Linked DNA regions of Mus musculus: region 1 is linked to region 2. A link is a contact called in public Micro-C data. All regions are on one chromosome and are shown on one strand. The core of a region is the stretch at or near the end of the contact, and the rest is flanking DNA. Distances in the headings are between cores, read along the strand shown. Region 1 overlaps 1600002D24Rik (RIKEN cDNA 1600002D24 gene). Region 2 overlaps Gm32130 (a long non-coding RNA gene).

Evidence for each region. Hi-C and Micro-C count contacts between places; a contact is called where the count stands out from the background.
Region 1: a contact with region 2 is called in a Micro-C map of the G1E-ER4 cell line, with 2.2 times the contacts expected there. The contact joins two enhancer-like sites. A contact is called at or near these places in 1 of 15 datasets of contacts at CTCF or cohesin (CD8 T cells), 4 of 484 Hi-C or Micro-C datasets (the 3T3-L1 cell line, the G1E-ER4 cell line, double positive thymocytes and 1 more) and 5 of 115 datasets of contacts at active chromatin or transcription factors (double positive thymocytes, embryonic fibroblasts, embryonic stem cells and 2 more).

What each region holds. Positions count from the first base shown.
Region 1 is chr16:95,858,767-95,863,681 of GRCm38.p6, reverse strand. The region is part of intron 1 of 1600002D24Rik (RIKEN cDNA 1600002D24 gene); the gene reads left to right. Among named protein-coding and RNA genes, the nearest start is that of Gm32130, 59 kb to the right of the region's middle. Within about 2 kb of position 2,306, at least 89 of the 459 cell types and tissues checked have an H3K27ac peak or open chromatin away from gene starts, as enhancers often do. A contact at or near this core is called in the G1E-ER4 cell line and double positive thymocytes, where this site is marked.
Region 2 is chr16:95,774,500-95,779,039 of GRCm38.p6, reverse strand. All of the region lies in intron 1 of Gm32130 (a long non-coding RNA gene), which reads left to right. Among named protein-coding and RNA genes, the nearest start is that of Gm41509, 21 kb to the left of the region's middle. Within about 2 kb of position 2,814, at least 26 of the 459 cell types and tissues checked have an H3K27ac peak or open chromatin away from gene starts, as enhancers often do. A contact at or near this core is called in the G1E-ER4 cell line and double positive thymocytes, where this site is marked.

The sequences.
Region 1 (4,915 bases), core at 1,057-3,556, 85 kb before region 2:
AGCTTGATCGTTAAGCACACAACTGAGGGGTCACCCCTCCCCCCCCCAGGATATGCTTATTCTATGGAACTATGAACTGGAAGTACATTAATTTTTATAGCTATGCTGTCGCTGAAGTGAAATTATAAAAGTGACAACAGCTCCCCGTAACCAGAAAATGCCCAGCTATAGAAGCACAGCCAATCTAAGAAACAGTACTCTAATGTGCAGATCTAAGAAACATTAATTAATATGCAGATGCTTCTTAATTTCATATTCTAGACCCTGAGGGATTATGAGGAGGTAACTCTGTGATTGGGGAGCCACACACGCAGGGTGCCCAACACCAGGCTCTCAGTGGTTGTCTTCTGCTATGGGTGAAAGGGTACTCATGGAGGAGTGGGCTGGCAGGCCTCTCTGGGGCAGGGGAAGGTGGGAGTGAGACGGGATGGGGTGGGAGGCTTGGGTAAGCTTTCCTTTCATTCTATTCTGTTGGCCAGGACCTAAATTTAGTGCCAGCTAAATAAAGGAATATTTTCAGGGCAAAAGGAGGTGATGGGGAGAGCACACTGCTTGCCTTGGCTCAGAATTCTTTATTCTTTGGGTGTCATTTTGCTGAGGGATCCCTGGAAACTGGGGGTGCGGTGGGGTGGGGGAGCCTAGAATGAGAAAGGAAGCAAAACTCATGGCCAAGGGTGTGAGTTGGAGAGAGGGGGCTGCTGTTTGACTAGAGGAAGTAGAGAATGGGGGATGGGTGGGGTCTTCTGTACCTCACACTCAGCAAGTCCAGAGCAAGGTAGTGGACTCTTTCCAGGCACCTGCTGCCCTTTCTGTGGGTGGGGCTTCCTGCCTGGTGGCTGATATCTACCCTCACACCATTTCCTGCCTGAGGCAGGGCTCTGGGGAAGCAGGTCAGCTGGCAAGCACGGCTGGAGTGTGGCTGAGAAGAGCTTTTTACCATATTGCCCACAAACTGTAGGCAATATCTCCCTTCTATGTTCCCAGTGACCGGTGGCCTTGCTCCATGTGTCAAAAATCTAGAGGCCCAGCCAGGATCCCCCACTCCCTACCCCGGACTTCCTGCGCCTCTGCATTGTCATGTGACTGTAAGAAAACTAGCTGCTAGTCAATCTTCAAGAAGGGAATTCCTCTGGGTTGAGGGAGTGTGCGCTGGGGATTACAGGAATATGTCTCCAGTAGACCTCAGCAGGCAAGCATCATGGGCTGCCCTGTAGGTATAGACAAAAATCAGACATGGAGTGTCCCATGCCACCCTGGCCTACCTCTGCCTCATAGCTTTGGGGCACTGGGTTACATTTGTATGTATGGAAATGTGCTCAGGTTATCTGTGGCAAGCCACCGTGAGACTTCTGTGGCTATGGAAGGTGGTGATCTTCTTCTGTATGAATGGAGGAGTCTTAGCTCTTGGTCTATGGAGGGATGAGAGGTTTTCACGGAAAGGAAGGGGCAGGAAGAGGCATGGGAAGCCAGGCTCAGCTCCCTCAAGCCTTCCTGACAGATGGTCAATGGCCTCTTCTTGGATTCTGGAGGCTGCCTCTGCCCTTTGAGATGTGTATTCACCTACTTGTTTTGAGGTTTCATGTTCAGGGGAGATGGGCATAGAAGCCTCTAGATGGGTTGAATAATGTACACTCAAACTCCTCTGACTGTGACCCTGCCTGGAAGATGAAGTCATGTTGAATTATTAGAATGGTACCTCATTGGTTAAATGACTGGTGTTCTTAGGAAAACAGAACACAGGAGAAGCCATGTTGGGGAAGGATTCAGAGGGCAAGGCTGTGTGGCTGCAAGTCAGCATCCTAGAGGTGACCAGAATCTGGGAGGGCCAGGAAGGGCCCTTCTGATTTTTTTTGCCCTGTGAACATCCTGATTCTAGACTTCCTTCCTCCACAACTAGGAGGGAATGGATTTTTGTTGTTGTTGTTGTTTTGTTTTGTTTTGTTTTTGTTTGTAGGTTAAGGACAACAGAAACATTACATGGATCATAGTGGCCCTAGGAAACGAATCCAACTGGGAAGCCCTTTCTTCAGGCACCCTGTCAGAACGCACAGGAGATGTGTTCTAGCATCTGGTAGGGAAGTGGCCCCAGGCGCCCAGCCTTTCCCGTTATCTTCCTCCGTGCTGGCTTCCGCTGTGGGGCCAAGGCAGCTGAAGGCAAGGCCTCCTTAGGACAGGAACGTGAGAGGAAGCCTAGCGTTGGCTCACGTTCCAAGTCAGATGGGAATCTTGGCTGTGGTGAAGACCCTTTTCCTTTGCGCTCAGGCTGTGTTCCAGAGATAAGGGAGAGGGGAGGAGCAGAGAGCTGGCTCCAGCAGAGAGGAAGCCATGGGAAGTCCTAGAGGATCAGTTTCCGGCTGATGACCCAGGCTTTGCAAAGGGGAGCTGGAGTCAGAGACCTGCTTTGCCAGAGCTCAGCCCCGACCAACTATGCAACTCAAGCAGGACACACTTCCCGGCTGCCTTAGTTTCTTGAGCAGAGGGGATGCCAAGCAGTGGTTACAGAGACCAAATGTGTGTCCTTGGCCAGGTTATGGGAGGCTCTGGTACATGGGATTGTGGGAAGAACACAGCCTCACATGTGATGACAGTTACTAGAGCACACAGTGAGGATGTGGTTGTCTTGGTGACGAATGCTGCTGTTTGGGCAATCCCTCTAGCCGAGATTGTCGAGATTGTGGTATTTAATGTTGACGTCCTTGGTTGGTTCTCATCTCTCCAAGGACTGGTTGCACTAGACTCTTGTCACCGTGACAAGAACCTGAGAGAAACGACGTGAAAGTAGAAAGAACTCTGGTCCCACAGCTTCTGCCCACAGTTCCCTCACACACTAAGATGGGCGGGCAATGACCGGGACATTGTGGTGACAGGAGTGAGGGTGGGGCTCCCCATGTGGTGGCCAGGAAGTAGAGAGGATGTCTTTCACATCTTCAATAATCCACCTCTTCCAGGTAGTCCTCCTAAACTTCCACTACCTCCCCAAATTACACCACCAGCCAGAGACTGAGCTCCCAAGGCATGATACTCCATATTTAGACCATGACAGGAGGGTCAGATTGTACCGTGGATAGATCAAGCTGCCCACACCTCCTCCCTGAATCATAACCGTTGTGCCACATGCTACTCTGACTTGAAGACGGAAGACAAACCATGTAACCAGCCATGTGACTCACACTGGCCTTGAACCCCAACTTGAAGGTGCCAAATGTTTCTGGGGCATGGAGGTCTCAGAAAACAACTTCTTTCTATAAGGCATTTCATATCACGGAGGCAGGGCCCTGTCCCCAACTCAGCTTCCAGGGAACAAGCCCTCCCAGAACAAAACCATAAATGGAGAAGGGCTTCAGAGGCAGCAACAGGGGTCATGGTCACGCCATTTCCTCACCAGCCTATTGTCTTTCCGTGTTACCTTGTTTGGGAATGGCCTTGGGACGGCTCAAACACCTGCTCTAGCACTCGAAGCAAACAGTGTCCCTTTGTCTACTTAGGTGATGTCAGTGGACCTTGGATCCAGTTCCTCACAGCCTTTCCCTCTCCCATTCTCTCACAAGGGACCTTCAAAGTGTGAGTTCTGCTGTCCCTGGGTAGGGAAGTTTTATTTTGGACCTGGCTGGTACTGCCTGCCGCTGTAATCAGCTCAGGCTGAAGGATGACTCCATCCATCTCTGGCCCTCTCTTGAACCCTGTTTCTCCCTCCCAAACACGGCAGCCTAGTTAACATGTTATAAACAGATTTCTGAGCTGTATGTTTGAGTGTTAGGACTTATCATAGCCTTGACCCTAAAAATAATCCAGAAATGGACCAGTTTGGTTAAAAGTTGGACTTTCTTGAATGTTAAACACTTTTGGCAAGAGCCAAAAGGTCTCTGCTTCTTTAGGAATGTTCTTTCTTAGAAGATATATACATATTTTACATACATACACACATATACATACATATGTACACATACATATGTACACACATATATATGGTACATATATACACATATGTATAACAACAACAACAATTATAAAAGTATAACAACAGCAACAATCACAATGGAAAATGATAGATTAAAGGATCTCATTGTAGCTCAGGCTGGCCTCATGTAGCTCAGGCTGGCCTCAAACTCACTGCATAGTTGAGGATGACACAGAACTCCTGATCCTCCTGACTCCACCTCCCAAAAGGTTACAGGCCTGTATCCCTGTACATAGTTTATGTGTGTTAGGAATTGAACCTGGGCCTTGAGTGTGCCGAGCAAGCAAGCACACCACCCAGCAGAGCCTTGTCTCCATTCCAGACAGTGGTTCATTGACCACGTCACTGACTCTATGATGGCTGGCATACCAACTCCTCAGGACAGCTGCAGACCAGTGTCTATCTGTGTTGAACATAGATGTAGAAATTCTCAACAAAACACTTGCAAACTGAATATAGGCACACATCCAAGAGATCACTCACAATGGTTAAGTTTGTTTATCTTAGAGCTGCAGGTATAGGTCAACATATGGAATCCATGAATAGAACATAATGTATATAAGTGGGCTTAAAGAAAAAAAAATCATACGATCTCAATAGATACAAGAAAGGCCTTTGACCAAATATAACATTCTTTCATGATTGAAAAATCCTAGGGATACTAAGGTCAGAGGCAACATACTTACCATAGCAAAAGTCACACAAGACAACCCCACAGCCAACATTATGCTAACCAGAGAAAAACTCAAAGCAGATACATTAAGATCAGACGCAAGATAGGGATGCCTGCTCTCTCCATTCCAATCTTAGCTAGAGAGGTAGGAAAGGGAGATAAGAGAGCCATAAGTGGAAACCAGGTAAAAAAAATAAACCTGTTGGTGGATGTGACGCTTGAGGTGAGACCCTAAGGGCTCGACCAGAAAACTAGAAAAGTGGTCAGCACTGTCATCTGAGTGG
Region 2 (4,540 bases), core at 1,565-4,064:
GAGCCATCTCTACCATATAGTTCTGAATACTTTCATGGCCCCCAACTAAGTCTACTCAGTAAATGATAGCGCCCTGCCCCAGACTCACACCCCCATTCTACTGTCAGACAGCACTAGGCAGCTCTCTCTCACCTGTGCCCCACAGCACCTGTTACTTTGTAGCTGCCTTGTTTCATTTCTAACTTTCACAAGGTTTGTACACACACCTAGTGGTGGAGTCTTGTTTCTCTTTGGGATAAAGAGTATCTACATCTGCTTGTTCATTCATCACTCAGAGCAAACTTCTTTCTCTAGTTCACACTCGGATGAGATGTTTTCTAAAGAACATTGTGAGCGACTTTACCCAAATGAATAATCTTTCAATCTCTTTAATCCTGTGTTACACTAGAGTGAGATGTAAAGTAAGTGGTAAGTGGCGTGTATTTAAATAACACTAAATATGTAAATAGGAATGTCATCCCTCCCTCATCTCCCTGTAGAATTATTTTTCTTCTATTTTGTTCTAGAAGAATATGTAGGGTACAAAGTCTACATTTCAAAAATAGGATTTCTGCAGTTAATCATGTTAACGGGGACATAAATGCCAGCCCAGCCTCTGTGAGTCATTTCTTGGATTCTAAAAGGAATGCATTTCAGACAGGAGGTTTTTTCATCTTTGAGGTTTGTTTTAAGAAGTGCCAGAAGCAAAGGCAAAATAATAAACTGCCTGGAGCCCCACTCAGATCCAGAGGCAGCCCTGAAACCCGAGGGCTAGGCAGACCCTTGGCTGGAAGGACCCATCCTCCGGTTGGCAGGGTTCATCTGCTCACTTGGGGGCAGGGGTGAGTGGGGGTGCGTGTCTGTATCCTGCAAAGTCTCCTCTTGATTTCAGAAAGCACTAAGGTGGTCTTGAGTGATAGCTTAGTAGTTAATAGCATGGGCTGTTCTTCCAGAGGACTTGAGTTGGATTCCCAGCACCCAACTTTCAGCCATCTGTAGCTCCTGTCACAGGGACACCCTCTTCTAGCCTCCATAGGCACTGCACACAGGTCCTACACAGACATACACGCGAGCAAAATGTCTGAATATATAAAAATTAAACATTAAAATCATGAAGGGAGGAAGGTGTGATGCAGTGGGGAGGAGTCAATGAGAGGAAACAGGGCCTTTAAAAAGCCAGGACTGTCTTTGCAAGTCGATCTTTTGAGCAGCACTGTGCCAAGCTGGCTTTTCCCCTTCTAGTTACCAGCTGAAGCATTGAGCAGGCGTCTGTGGAAGGCGTCTGCTGGTGGCCACAGCCATGTTGCTTAATCTGAGAAGAGCTGTTGCTAGCCATGAGTTTCTTCCACCCAGAGGCTGCCTTGTCAGGATGCACTTGAATCCACCTGGAGTCCTGAATGCCATCAACAGTCTTCCTTTGTGTGTAAGAACCTCACAGCATCTTGTCCCCAGCCCCCATGGAGGGAAGGGGAGGGGCTTGTCTTTTCTCATCCCCCTATGCCCGAGGGATAAAGTTTCCTGGTCCTGAGTGATCAATCCCACCACAAACAGCCCTAAGCCAAGGAGAAGAACCTACCAAGGGCCCCAGGAACTTCACACAGAGCAAGCTCACTCCAGTGACTCCACAGCATGGAGGCAGGCATGCTGCTGGCAGAGGGTAGCAGTGGGTTCGCTAATGACAAATAGGGTTATATCACAGGAAACCCTAGAAGATGGGTAAAGAATGGGACTCCTTCCAAACGCTTGGAACCACCCAACTCTCTGATCAAGAAGCAGCTCCTTGGAGCAGGGTTCTCCAAATGCACTTAAACAAACCCCAGTTTACACACCTGTTATGTCTAGCAATCTAATGGCACCTAACACACGACACACCCTCACTCAAGTGTTTACTTGCGCAGGGACCACATGCCAAGAACACCTTGATCAAACTTCAGTGGGAAGCTTTAGAGTAAGTTCCTTTTTTTTTTTTTTAAGATTTATTTATTTATTATATGTAAGTACACTGTAGCTGTCTTCAGACACTCCAGAAGGGGGAGTCAGATCTCGTTACGGATGGTTGTGAGCCACCATGTGGTTGCTGTGATTTGAACTCCTGACCTTCGGAAGAGCAGTCGGGTGCTCGCTCTTACCCACTGAGCCATCTCACCAGCCCTAGAGTAAGTTCCTAAAGCAGTGAGCAGGGTTCAGATGGCCGTGAGTATGGCGGAAGGGCTTCCAGGAGTCAGCTGCAGTAAGATAGCTCACTTTATTACTCCAAGGGTAGGGTATATAAGCATGGGGGGGGGTTAATGAGCAGGAAGGGCTGATTGTGTTGGCATTTTATCTAGGATCCACCCCACAGTTACCAGGCAACAGCCAGGTATGCCTGACTCACTATAAAAGGGGCTCCTTCCCCCCCTTGTCTTCTTGCTCTCACTTTGTCCCCTCCCTCTTTACCTCCTCTCTCCCCATTCTCCTTCCCCCTCTCTCTCCATGTGCTCATGGCCAGCCTCTACTCCTCTACTCTCTCTCTCTCTTTCTCTCTCTCTCTCCCTCCCTCCCTCCCCTCCCCCCTGCCTTTCTCTGTCTCTACTACCCTCTCAACTCCCCTCCCGATGCCCTGAATAAACTCTATTCTATACTATACCATCATGTGACTGGTCCCTCAGAGGACCCTCAGCATAGGCCCTCAGAGGCACTCCCTCCCCTTACACCTGACTACACATCCACCAAACATATTCTCTCTCCCCTTATCTTTTTATAAAACACAACAGATTGGCCATAACACAGTACCTAATTATCATATGGCTGAGTGGGACTTACATGCTGAATCATGCAGGACTTGCAGGAAGCTCTGTGCACAGTCATCTTGTAGATAAGGTTAGAGACCCTCCCAAAATAAAGTTGGGCAGAAGAAGGGAGGCCCCGCTGAGAATGGGAGTCCTCCATTTTGTGCTGAGCTCAGAGAACTCTCTGGACATGGTAGACTGCTACCTTAATAGCAGGGTCTTCCAATATTTTCTGTCCACCTGCAGGGCTCCCCCAGGCCCCCCACATTCCCCATACTCTGTAAGACCGGCTCAATGTTGATCCTTTGGTAGAGAGAAAAGGAAAGGAGGAATGGACTCGGGAAGGGAGAATGCATGAGATTTTCCATGTCAAGGTTTGAGAATAACAGGTGTATTTGAAAGAGGAGAAGAAAGCAAGAGGGTAACATTAGAGAATCAGAGGACAACAGAGAGCCCAGGGACGAAGGTGAAAGTCGTACAAGGACTGGGGTGGGAGGGAAAGGGAGGCAGCTTTGTTGGGCTTGTGGGTTTGCAGAGGGGGTCTCTTGGCTCCTGCGTTTGAGAATCAGACCCTGTATGGTTAGCTTCGTGGGCTGGCGAATCCATGCTCCATGCTGTACTTACTACAGTGGCATCCACTGTCTGTCCTTTTGACCCTGGTTGCTCTCTGCCCATCCCCCTCCTCACTTGTTTGCAAGTGCACTTGTAGGACCTGATATGGGGATAGGAACTTCCTGACTCGGAGTTAGAGGGTTGGAAAAGAAAGATGTGTCAAGTGATACTAGACCTGAGAAGTCTAGCTTTACCCATAGACCCCGAATCTCTTAGCTAGGGAAGGAAACAAACCTCAAACAGGCCACAAGGCTCCTGCTGCAGGGTGTTTAGCAGCAAGGTGGGCTGAGGAAGGAAGCCTAGTTTCCTTCCACAGCTCCAGGCTTAAGATGCTCAGTACCTCCAGGGGATTGAACCATCTTTGCCCAGCACTCCCATCCTTCTGTAGAAAATAAGTACATGGACCACCAGCCTCATCTTGCTCAGGTCCCAGTGATGAGCATCCAGGAGGCTCAGTTTGTGACATTATTACAGGAAAAATTGTGTGTGTGTGTGTTTCCTCACTGTTCCCACCAGAAGCAGCCAAGTCACTGTAGAAGCTCAAGGCTACCCGTCGTCAACATCAGCGTTTTGACATCAACCTGTGAAGTGCTGAAGGAGTCCTCTTGTACCTCTTAGCTTCAAGGGACTTGCAAGCCCCGAGTCTGATAAACACAGTCCCTGGTTAACAGAAGCAGCCTGAGAGGTTTGATCTGTCTCAACAAAGGCTCCCCAGGCTTAGCCAAAAACCAAGTTCTATTTGTTTTTGTTTTGTGATTTTCTGTTAAGATATTGGGTCTTGAAAGCACTCAAGTTTTCTGGAAGGTTCTGTTGGTGGGGTGGCTGCTCTTGGTGCAGTCTGTCAAGAGGACTCTGGAACTGGTGGCCTACCATTCTGGGGGCTCTTGGAAAATGGCCCCTGCCAAGGAAATTTAGGATAATAAATTGTGTATGGTTTATTTTTCTGTGCTTTACTTTTGTGTATACAAGCCTGTGTGTGTGTGTGTGTGTGTATGTGTGTGTCTGTGTGTCTGTGTATGTGTGTCTGTGTTCATGTGTTTGTATATATGTGTTCATTTGGGGTGTGTTCCACTGCGTGTACATGTGTCCACATACATGTGGAAGCCATAGAACAATCTTAAGTACAGTCCTCAGATGACTCTGCTTTGGGCTTTTGAGACAGGGTCTCTCATTGAGATCTA